Linked DNA regions of Sus scrofa: region 2 is linked to region 1. Evidence: chromatin contacts called from public HiChIP or PLAC-seq data. All regions are on one chromosome and are shown on one strand. The core of a region is the stretch at or near the end of the contact, and the rest is flanking DNA. Distances in the headings are between cores, read along the strand shown.

Region 1 (4,711 bases), core at 996-3,495:
TGATGTCAGGGATTCCGTATCCTCAGGCGAGTCTTTCCAGGCGCCCCAGAAGGTGTGCAGTCGTATCTGATTTGGTTTGAATGTGCATTTCCTGCTGGCTAAGGATAGTGAGCATCTTTTGTGTATCTTTTTTTTTTTTCTTTTTTAGAAGGAGGTGGAATTTACGTGTCTTATTTCGTGAAGGCTCTGTTCAATCTTTTGCCTATTTCATTTGGATCATCTTTTCCCTATTATTGAGCTGTAAGAATTTTTTTAACGCACTCTGTGTCTGGCATATGTATCGCAAATATTTTTTTTCTCATGGTGTGCACTGCCCTTTGATTTTCTTGTGTGTGATTTTCTTAATTCTTTGGAAGAAAAATGGTTTTAATTTTAATGAGTCCAACCTATCAACTGTTTTTTTTTTCTTTTAAGATTCATGGGGTGTGTGTGTGTGTGTGTGTACACCTGCCCAAGATCATAAAGAATTTATATAAATATTTTTTAACATTTTGTACTAGGTATTTTAGTTTTAGGTTTTATATTGTTGCCTAGGATCCATTTTAAGTGTGTTAGCACATGGTACGAGGAAAGGATATGGGTCTAATGAGATGATACCATTTGTTGAAATGACTTTCCACTTCTCATTGAATTGTCTGGTCTCTGTCATTTGCTGTACATGTGAAGGTCAATTTCTAAACCTCAAGCTCTGAACTAAAGGCACGCTCTTGCCTCTCAGGGAATGCTTGAGACTGTCTGGACATTTTTGGTTGCCACAGCTCAAGGATGCTACTGGCATCTAGAGGCTGGAGGCATCTAGAGGCTGGAGGCAGGGGTGTCACAGACCACTTTGCACTTTGTGACAGTCCCCGTGACAGAGTGTTATCTGTCCCCAAGGAGCAATGCAGCCAAAGTCGGAAAACGATTTTCCAGGCTCACAAAAGAAGAAGATCTTAAGTTCCATGGATCTATTCTTTCACCAAAATGGCCATATAGTCTTGTTTACTTTGGGTTTGGAATAACTCCTAAAATCGTGTGGGGTGAATCCCCTGCCTTTGTTCTGTTTCTAAAACATCACTTTGGCTGGTCGAGCGTTGTATTTCAGTATAAATTTCCGATACACCCTGTCAAGTATCATGTTTTGGGGGAATCAACCTCTGGAATATTGAGGCTTCACATCCAGGAACTGGATATACGTTCGGCTTTCTTTAATTTCCCTCGGCGATTTATTTTATACCTTTCAGGGTACAGTTCTTGCACATTACTTGGTAGATTTATTCTCAGGTATTTGGGGCTCCTTGCCCTATTTTCTGCAAAAATCTTGACTAAATTGTTAAAGTTATAGATGACCATTAAGGATGGCTGGTCCATAGATGCCGGGGGTGGGGGGGTTAGTAGAAGATGTGCTGCACTGATTTCTGGTAACTAACTTGCTTTCTGTGAATTTTTAATTTCCAATTCCAGGTTCTCAGCTCCCGGAGAAAGGCTCTTTCTTGCTGCATTTTGTCCCATTGATGTTTTTCTAGCTGTTTTCCAGGTGCAGTTTGTTCTTTCAGCTGTTTGATTGCCTACAGCTTCTTTTTTCAGGTTCTGGGTCTGTTTGTGGGTCTCGGGGTCTCCAGAAGGTGACTGGGAGGCAAGGCAGTTTTTGGTGGTGACTCCATGGGGCAGGAGTGGGGCCAAATCTGTCACTCTTGTCACCTCTTACTCTGAAGTCAGTCCATGTGTCCTTTAATTTTTAAGGTTTTTTTTTTTTTTTTTTTTTTTTTTTTTTTTTTTTTTTTTTTTTGCTGGTGGTTTTTCATTTCCAGGTGCAAATTTCTTCCTCTGAGTGGTTCTTCCTCATGCTGTTTGGAATCAATGATTGTTTTATTTCTTAAACCTGGACATCTGTAATCTGTTCTAAGTTTATATCCTTAGAACAACTGCTCAGTAAGTTATTGTCTTTGCTGGAAATATTCCATCCAAAAATAGCTGCCAAGAAACCTGCCATACTTCTGCTTTTGAAGGTACATCATACATGTGCAAGATAGAGCCGGCTTAATGCCAAATCTCATATCCAATGTTAAAATGTAACTGGAGAGGACAGGTGGCTGTTGAAATGTTCTCACCCTTGGGGCACCAAGGAAAGTATTTAGAGTCAGAGGCAACAGGTTTAGGAATAAGTTTGTAGTTTGCAGCATCCCAGGATTCCTTGGCCTGCTCAGATTTCCAAGTTCAGATACTACCATTATGTGTCCAGGAGGGCCTCACAGGCTGCGTTAGGACAGCCAGTTCCAAGGTCAAACACAGAGTCACATTTGGCAGGCATGGCACCGTAAACAGGGCAGCCCTCTGTGGCTCTGGAATTCCAAGCTGCATCGCAAATGTGTAATTGCACTCCAGCACTTTCTCCATTTGCAGCAATGCAGTCCAGGGCTTTCCCCACAATAGGAAGCTCTTGCCGTGTCCATCTCTCTCGGGGCTGTTATAACACAGCAGCTGCTTTTATAGCCCCTGGCACTGTCTTCTTATCAACCGTGAGGAAACTGTGTTGACGAAAGCTGCACGAGGCCCACCCAAGCTGAGGCATTGAGCTAATCTGCACAATGAAGCTCTGCCCTTACCCCCTGGTAGGTGGGGCACCATCTGTGTGGTTAAGGTCTAGGTGATAACACAAAATAATTGTTTGCAAACTCAACCTATTTGCAAGAGCATTGAAAGGGTTGTTTTTGAAGAGGGGAACTTCATTGTTAACAGTTCTGGCACAACTAGTTTCATCTTCTGACCAGGAGAGCTGCCAATTTTGCATTTTGGGTTCTGAAGACAGACTTCAAATAAGCCCTGGTCTTCGCCTGACAGAGTTGGAGCTTATTTATTGTATATTTTGGTTGTCTTTCGGATGGTTCCTCCAAGGTAGTTTGACAAAAATCGATTTTATTTATTCTTTATTATTTTTATTTATTTTGAATTAAATTTAAAAAAATTATTTTCGGGAGTTCCCGTCATGGCGCAGTGGTTAACGAATCCAACTAGGAACCATGAGGTTGCGGGTTCGGTCCCTGCCCTTGCTCAGTGGGTTAACAATCCGGCGTTGCCGTGAGCTGTGGTGTAGGTTGCAGACGCGGCTCGGATCCCGCGTTGCTGTGGCTCTGGCGTAGGTCGGTGGCTACAGCTCCGATTCGACCCCCAGCCTGGGAACCTCCATATGCCGCAGAAGTGGCCCAAAGAAATAGCAAAAAGACAAAAAAAAAAAAAAAATTATTTTCATTTTGAAATGACCAGCCTCACACTCAGTCGTGAGACATAATAAAAAGAGAACCTGGGCTCCGTGTACCATTCCCCTCCCAGCGTGATAACCTAAGGGTGAACTTAGAGCAAAATATCAGCGTGAGGGTGTCTCCACTGATGCGGTCGAGCAGCAGGCTGTCTCCACCCCACCACTTCCTGCCTCTCCCCCCGTGGGTTCTACTTCTATACTTTTGCCATTTCAACAGTGTTGTATAAGTGGGATCGTATAGAATATAACTTGGGGGGTGGCTTTTTTCCTCATTCAGCATAATTTAAACAAAGATTGGTCCACCGTGTCACACCTAGCAGTCCTGTTTTTTAATTGACCGTCTTCTATGGTACGCATGTGCCATAGTTTCACCCCTCACGCATCGAAGGCTATCTGCTTTGCTTCCATTTTTTGGCTATTATGAGTAAAGTGTCTGTAAATATTTGTGCAGATGCTCTTGTGTGAACCTACGTTTTCGTTTCTCTGCCATCAGTGTCTAGCGGTGCAATAGCAAGTTTTCATGGTAGGCACATACGTATTTTTTTAAGACCCTATCGAACTGTTTCCAGAATGTTTGTACCATTGCACTTGCTGTTGATCGTGTTGCTATGGAAATAGGAGGGAGAGTTTCTGGCACCTTAATGACTGCGGTTTCCTTCGTGAGGTTGGGAGGTCCAAATGGAGACACAGGTTTGGTGAGATTAAAATCACGGTTTTGGAAACAGACTCACAGACATAGAGAAGAGACTTGCGGTTGCCATGGGGAAGGGTGGTGGGAGAAGGATATTTTCGGAGTTTGGGGCTGGCAGATGCCAACTATTATCTATAGGATGGATAAATACAAGGTCCTACTGTGAGACGCAGGGAACTATAGTCAATAGCCTGTGATAAACTATAATGGAGAGGAACATGAAAAAGAATATATATACATATATACGTGTATAACCGAATCACTTTGCTATGTACCAGAAATTTTTTAAAATTTAATTTATTTTTTTATTTTTGTCTTTTTAGGGCCACACCCGCAGCATATGGAGGGTTCCAGGCTACGGGTCCAATTGGAGCTGTAGCCGCCGGCCCACACCACAGCCACAGCAATGCAGGATCCAAGCCGTGCCTGCGACCTACACTACAGCTCATGGCAACACTAGATCCTTAACCCACTGAGCAAGGCCAGGGATTGCTGGTCAGATTCGTTAATTGCTGAGCCACAACAGGAACTCCTATACCAGAAATTAACGCAGCATTGTAAAACAACTCTACTTCAATGAGATATTTTTTAAAAAATAATTTTAAAAAGTCAGTTTGGTTTTGAATGCAATGAATGTGAGATGCCCAGGGCGGAAAGAAGGTGGAGGTGGCAGCCAGCATTGGGATCAAAAACCACAGCTCCTCTGAGGACCTGGCAGGAGGCACAGATTGGAGACCCCAGCCTGGAAGTCATACTCGAAGCCACTAGAGGACACCAGAGTT
Region 2 (4,466 bases), core at 1,056-3,555, 280 kb after region 1:
GACTCCAAAATACCTTCGCCAAACCCTTTCGCCAGGCGTTTCTATACACGCAGTGGTGGCAGTGGCATGTGGCACGCGTTTGATGCTAACTTTGATCTCTTCCTGCTGAGGGAGCGACGGGGCAAGTACAGGTGTGGCTAATGGGAAGGGCTCCAGCCTCATCCAGTCTGGCTTCTCTTAGCCTTTGATTATTTTGTTTCTGTGTCATTTAAGGATCCTCACGTGCACCCCGAAGCCATCTGGTTAGATGAGAGGTTCTGGTACTCGCGGTGCAGCTTCACGAATCCGCTGTCTGCAGTGGATGGACTCAGACAAATGGAGCATCTCCGTGAGGTCCACTAGTTCCAGGTCACCCAGGGCAGGGATAAGAGGTCACCCCTTCTCCTTTAATGAGCTTCTGAAGCCACCTGTTGTCCCCTTCCCAGGAACTTTCTTCCACCAGGCTTCACGGGTGGGCTTTCACATCTGACTCTGGGGATGGAGTGGTCAGTATTATGTGTCCACCTGATCGGCCTGCAGGCGGCCCAGTCACTGGCCCAGTGTTATTTCCGGGCATGTCTGTTTCGCAGTGAGGTTGGTATCTGAGTTGGGGGACTGACTAAAGACCACCCTGCCCAGCGTGGTGGGCGGCAGCCAGTCCCGTGAGCACAAAGGCAGACCTCCTCCTCGTGCCTGGCTCCTTGCCCTGGGCTGAGGGCCTCGTCTGCCCTTGGACTGGACTTACTCCAGGGCTGCCCCGCTTCTCAAGCCCTCAGCTTTGGTCTGGAGCTGCATCACCAGCTTCCCTGAGCCTCCACCTTGTAGGCTGTAGATCAAATGTGTTCTCAGCCTCCGTAAGCACATGGGCTGATCCCTCATAATAAATCTATATTTATATTTGCCCTATGAATTCTGTTTCTCTGGGGACTGACTGATGGAGCACATTTGATATTCCTGGGAAGTCAGGAAACCACGCTAGTTTCTTGCTGCGTAAAATGGATACTTTAGAAGATTCTGGTGAACATTTGCAAACAGTAGAGCAAACGCTCTCACACCGGTTTACCTTCTCTCCCTTAAAAAAAAAATCTCTTTGATGTGATCATTAAAATTATAAGAATCCCATGAGGGGGTGTCAGCCCGCCAGAGATGGTGGCAGATATCCAGGGCATCACAGGAGGATGGGAAGGCATTCATGGATGAACCAGAGCAGGAGTTTGGGGGAGAACAGAGCCTGGAGAAGGATGCAGAAGTCCGAACAAATGTCAGCACACGCTGTCTAAAAATGCCCTCCGGAGCCAAAGGGAGTGCCATGTGGCAAGCCGGGGAGAAGGCAGTTATCCTGGCCTGGGCGTGTGCGCCCAGCACACACCCTCTTCATTTCCACAGTGTGGAGGGAGGGGGCCCCGCCACCCCCGCAGCCACCTCTGCACCCACGCCCCCTGTGAAGGTAGCTGCCCAACACCTGCTCCGCGGTCAGGGTGTGGGTCGGGAGAGGCAGCCAGAGGGTCCCCATCGCGCACCTGTGGAAGAAGTCCCTTCATCTGCCTACCGTCTGACTCCTGGTCCTTTTTTCTTAAAAAAAAAAAAAAAAAAAAAGAGTAGAAAAGCCAAGAATCCATGATTCACCAAGATGGGTAAATAGTATGGATGTTTGAGGAAAACTGCTGTATCCCAAGAGAAGGACAAGACGCACCAGTAGAAGAATGATCTGGAGAGAATGAAGCAAATACAAGGAGCAGAAAATGTAACAGAACTAATAAATCAAGATGAGGATAATGCGGTAAATATTTTATGCCTGAAACGATCGCTCTGAACATGAGCAAATAGTTTGGAAAATTACAAACACAACTGCTAAGGTTACAAACACTCAGTAGAAGTGTTTCCAACCATTATTATGCTTCAGAAATAAAGAAGGAAATCTCTCAACAAGTAGCCTAAAACAAGAAGAAATGTGATGATGAGTCAGAGTGAAATCTTTAGATATACACAGGATCAACTCAAGTTTACGAATGTGAGAACAAAACCAATGAGAGGGTTCAGATTCTCAAAGAACCAAGACAAGCCGCGTTTCCCAGAGCTGCAGCTGGGTTTGAGTATCTTCTTGGAACAGCCTGTAGGGAGCTCTGAAGATGAGCGCTCACAGCCCCTACTGGGAGAGCCAGAGTTACCCCTCAAAACCCCAATTCTGGTCACTTTCCCCCAGAGCTCCCTCAGTTCCCTGAAGCTAAGGACTACAACCTTGGCCACATTCTCCAGCCCCAGGACCGGACCCAGCTTGCCCGCCTGCGTGTCCCCTCCCCGCTCCGCTCCGAGTCACACCCAGCATCATGTGCTCTTCCCGTCACGGGGCTTTGGTCTGGGCAATGCTCCCGTTTGCTTGCCTGGCATCATCTCAGCCTTTCAGCCTTTCGCCTTCATCCATTTTTATTCTTTTAGTCCTCAGCCCTCAGTTCAAATGTCACATATTCAGAGAAGCGGAACGGTGCGTTTCTCCACTGTGGCATCTTGTCATTTTTCTTTATTTCAGTAATCGGATTTGCAATTACATATTTATTTGGTTGTTTGTTTTGGATCAATCCTTTCTTAAATACATTATAATTTTTAACTCACCCAAATTCTACCTCCACGAGGGGAGGGCTAATATAATTTACTTATCATTAGATACCTGGGAAAGAGCACGGCAAATGCCCACATAGGATCCAATACCCATCCGACGCAGGATTTTACAACTTCCAGCAGTGACCCTGAAAGCCTGACGTTATTCTCACGTGGCAGTTCAAACTGAGGCTCAGAGGTAGTTAGCATTTTATCACTGTTTAAATAACACCGCCAAAGACCTTTTGAAATCCACCTCAGATGGCTGGAAAATTTCACCTTATCTTATGCGCAGAGATGTAGCCCTGCCTGTACCTTTCTTCGAATGTGAAAACCGAGGGACAGGTGTAATCTGACATCCACTTAAGGAAGGCCCCGGGCCCCACCGCTGCCACCTGCAGAGGCCTCTCCTTTAAAGCCGTCTCCTGGGCGACGTCTGGAGGCACCAAGAAACCCCTCCTCGGGGTTAGGTCCGGAACGAAGCAGCACTGGGGAGAGAGGGCACCCCAGGGACCAGTCCTGCACTGGGAACTCTCCTGACTGTCTCTGAGCTTTGATGTCCTCTGTGACCAACCAGATAGAGTCCGGCGGGGATTCCGTGCCCTAACAGACCCGCTAACCCGGCACTGGGTAGACAGGAAACAGAGCTCCCTCGCCCAGTACGGGCTGTTTCATTCATCACCAAATCAGAAGTTTGCCACAAAGTAAAGTATTTGCATCTGTATGTATCCACATACCAATTGTAAACGTTAAAAAAGGCCATGCATGAGTAGTTTTAAAATAAACTTGGTGAATAATGATTGCCCAGAATCGAGCCCTGCCAGAACCCTTCAGAATTTTAACCTGATTTTTTAAAGTCTAGAACAAACGAATTAAGAAGTCCTGAAATACTAAAATTGGAGAGGCAAGTGTAGGTTTTCTGTACTTTCGACAATAATCGTTTCTTGGTAAAAACCTTAAGCTTTGCTCTGAATGGACAAATAACAGTGCTTTGTAATCAAATGCATTGTATTACATGCTTTCTTGAAAATGCTTTTTTAAGTCAATTTTTTCTTAAATAATATTCAAAGTTTTCTTTAAATTCTATTTTCTTTGTTAAATATTTTTACATATAACATTTTAGAAATATGTAAATATATTTAAATAGAAATTTGAAATGACTTATTTTGCTCCTATTGCCTGCCAACGACATATCACAGCACATGAAAATTCTCTCTTAGGAGTTCCTGTCGTGGCTGAGTGGTTAACGAATTGACTAGGAACCATGAGGTTGCGGGTTTGATCCCTGGCCTCCCTCAGCTGGTTAAGGATCTGGCCTTGCCGTGAGCTGTGGTGTAGGTGGCAGACGTGGCTTGGATCCTGCGTTGCTGTGAGCTGTGGGCGTAGGCTGGCGGCTACAGCTCTGATTAGACCCCTAGCCTGGGAACCTCCACATGCTGCGGGTGCGGCCCTAGAAGAAGACAAAAGACAAAAAAAAAAAAAAAAGAAAGAAAGAAAGAAAGAAAAAGAAAAAAGAAAATTCTCTCTTAAATGCAGTGCTCTTTTCTATGGAGTAAAATTGTAATCTGAGGTTAGAACAATTGCTTCTGATTTTACAATTAAAACAGATTCAATTCTATTGCTTTTTCTTTTTAATGGTTTTTATTTTTTCTATTATCCTTGGTTTACAGAGTTCTGTCCATTTCTACTGTGCAGCAAAGTGACCCACTCACACACACATATATATATATATTCTTTTTCCCACTTAAATTTGCAACCACCATGACAAAACTACGTGTATTTTCCAGCTTCGTCTTTTGAGGCCAGTGAGTCTACTCTATGTGCAGATGTCTAGAGACGGATAATCTCAGATCCTAGGACGTGCTCAGCAGATATTGATGTGCGCCTCAGTT

Evidence for each region. HiChIP or PLAC-seq counts read pairs in DNA pulled down with a chosen protein or histone mark.
Region 2: an H3K27ac HiChIP or PLAC-seq map of skeletal muscle shows a contact between it and region 1, with 4 times the contacts expected there. The contact joins two enhancer-like sites. A contact is called at or near these places in 1 of 47 Hi-C or Micro-C datasets (embryonic fibroblasts) and 2 of 2 datasets of contacts at active chromatin or transcription factors (alveolar macrophages and skeletal muscle).

The regions. Positions count from the first base shown.
Region 1 is chr10:65,867,001-65,871,711 of Sscrofa11.1, forward strand. It overlaps the pseudogene LOC110255606. Among named protein-coding and RNA genes, the nearest start is that of AKR1E2, 180 kb to the left of the region's middle. Within about 2 kb of position 2,246, at least 14 of the 83 cell types and tissues checked have an H3K27ac peak or open chromatin away from gene starts, as enhancers often do. A contact at or near this core is called in skeletal muscle, where this site is marked.
Region 2 is chr10:66,144,441-66,148,906 of Sscrofa11.1, forward strand. No RefSeq gene overlaps it. Among named protein-coding and RNA genes, the nearest start is that of KLF6, 340 kb to the right of the region's middle. Within about 2 kb of position 2,306, at least 13 of the 83 cell types and tissues checked have an H3K27ac peak or open chromatin away from gene starts, as enhancers often do. A contact at or near this core is called in skeletal muscle, where this site is marked.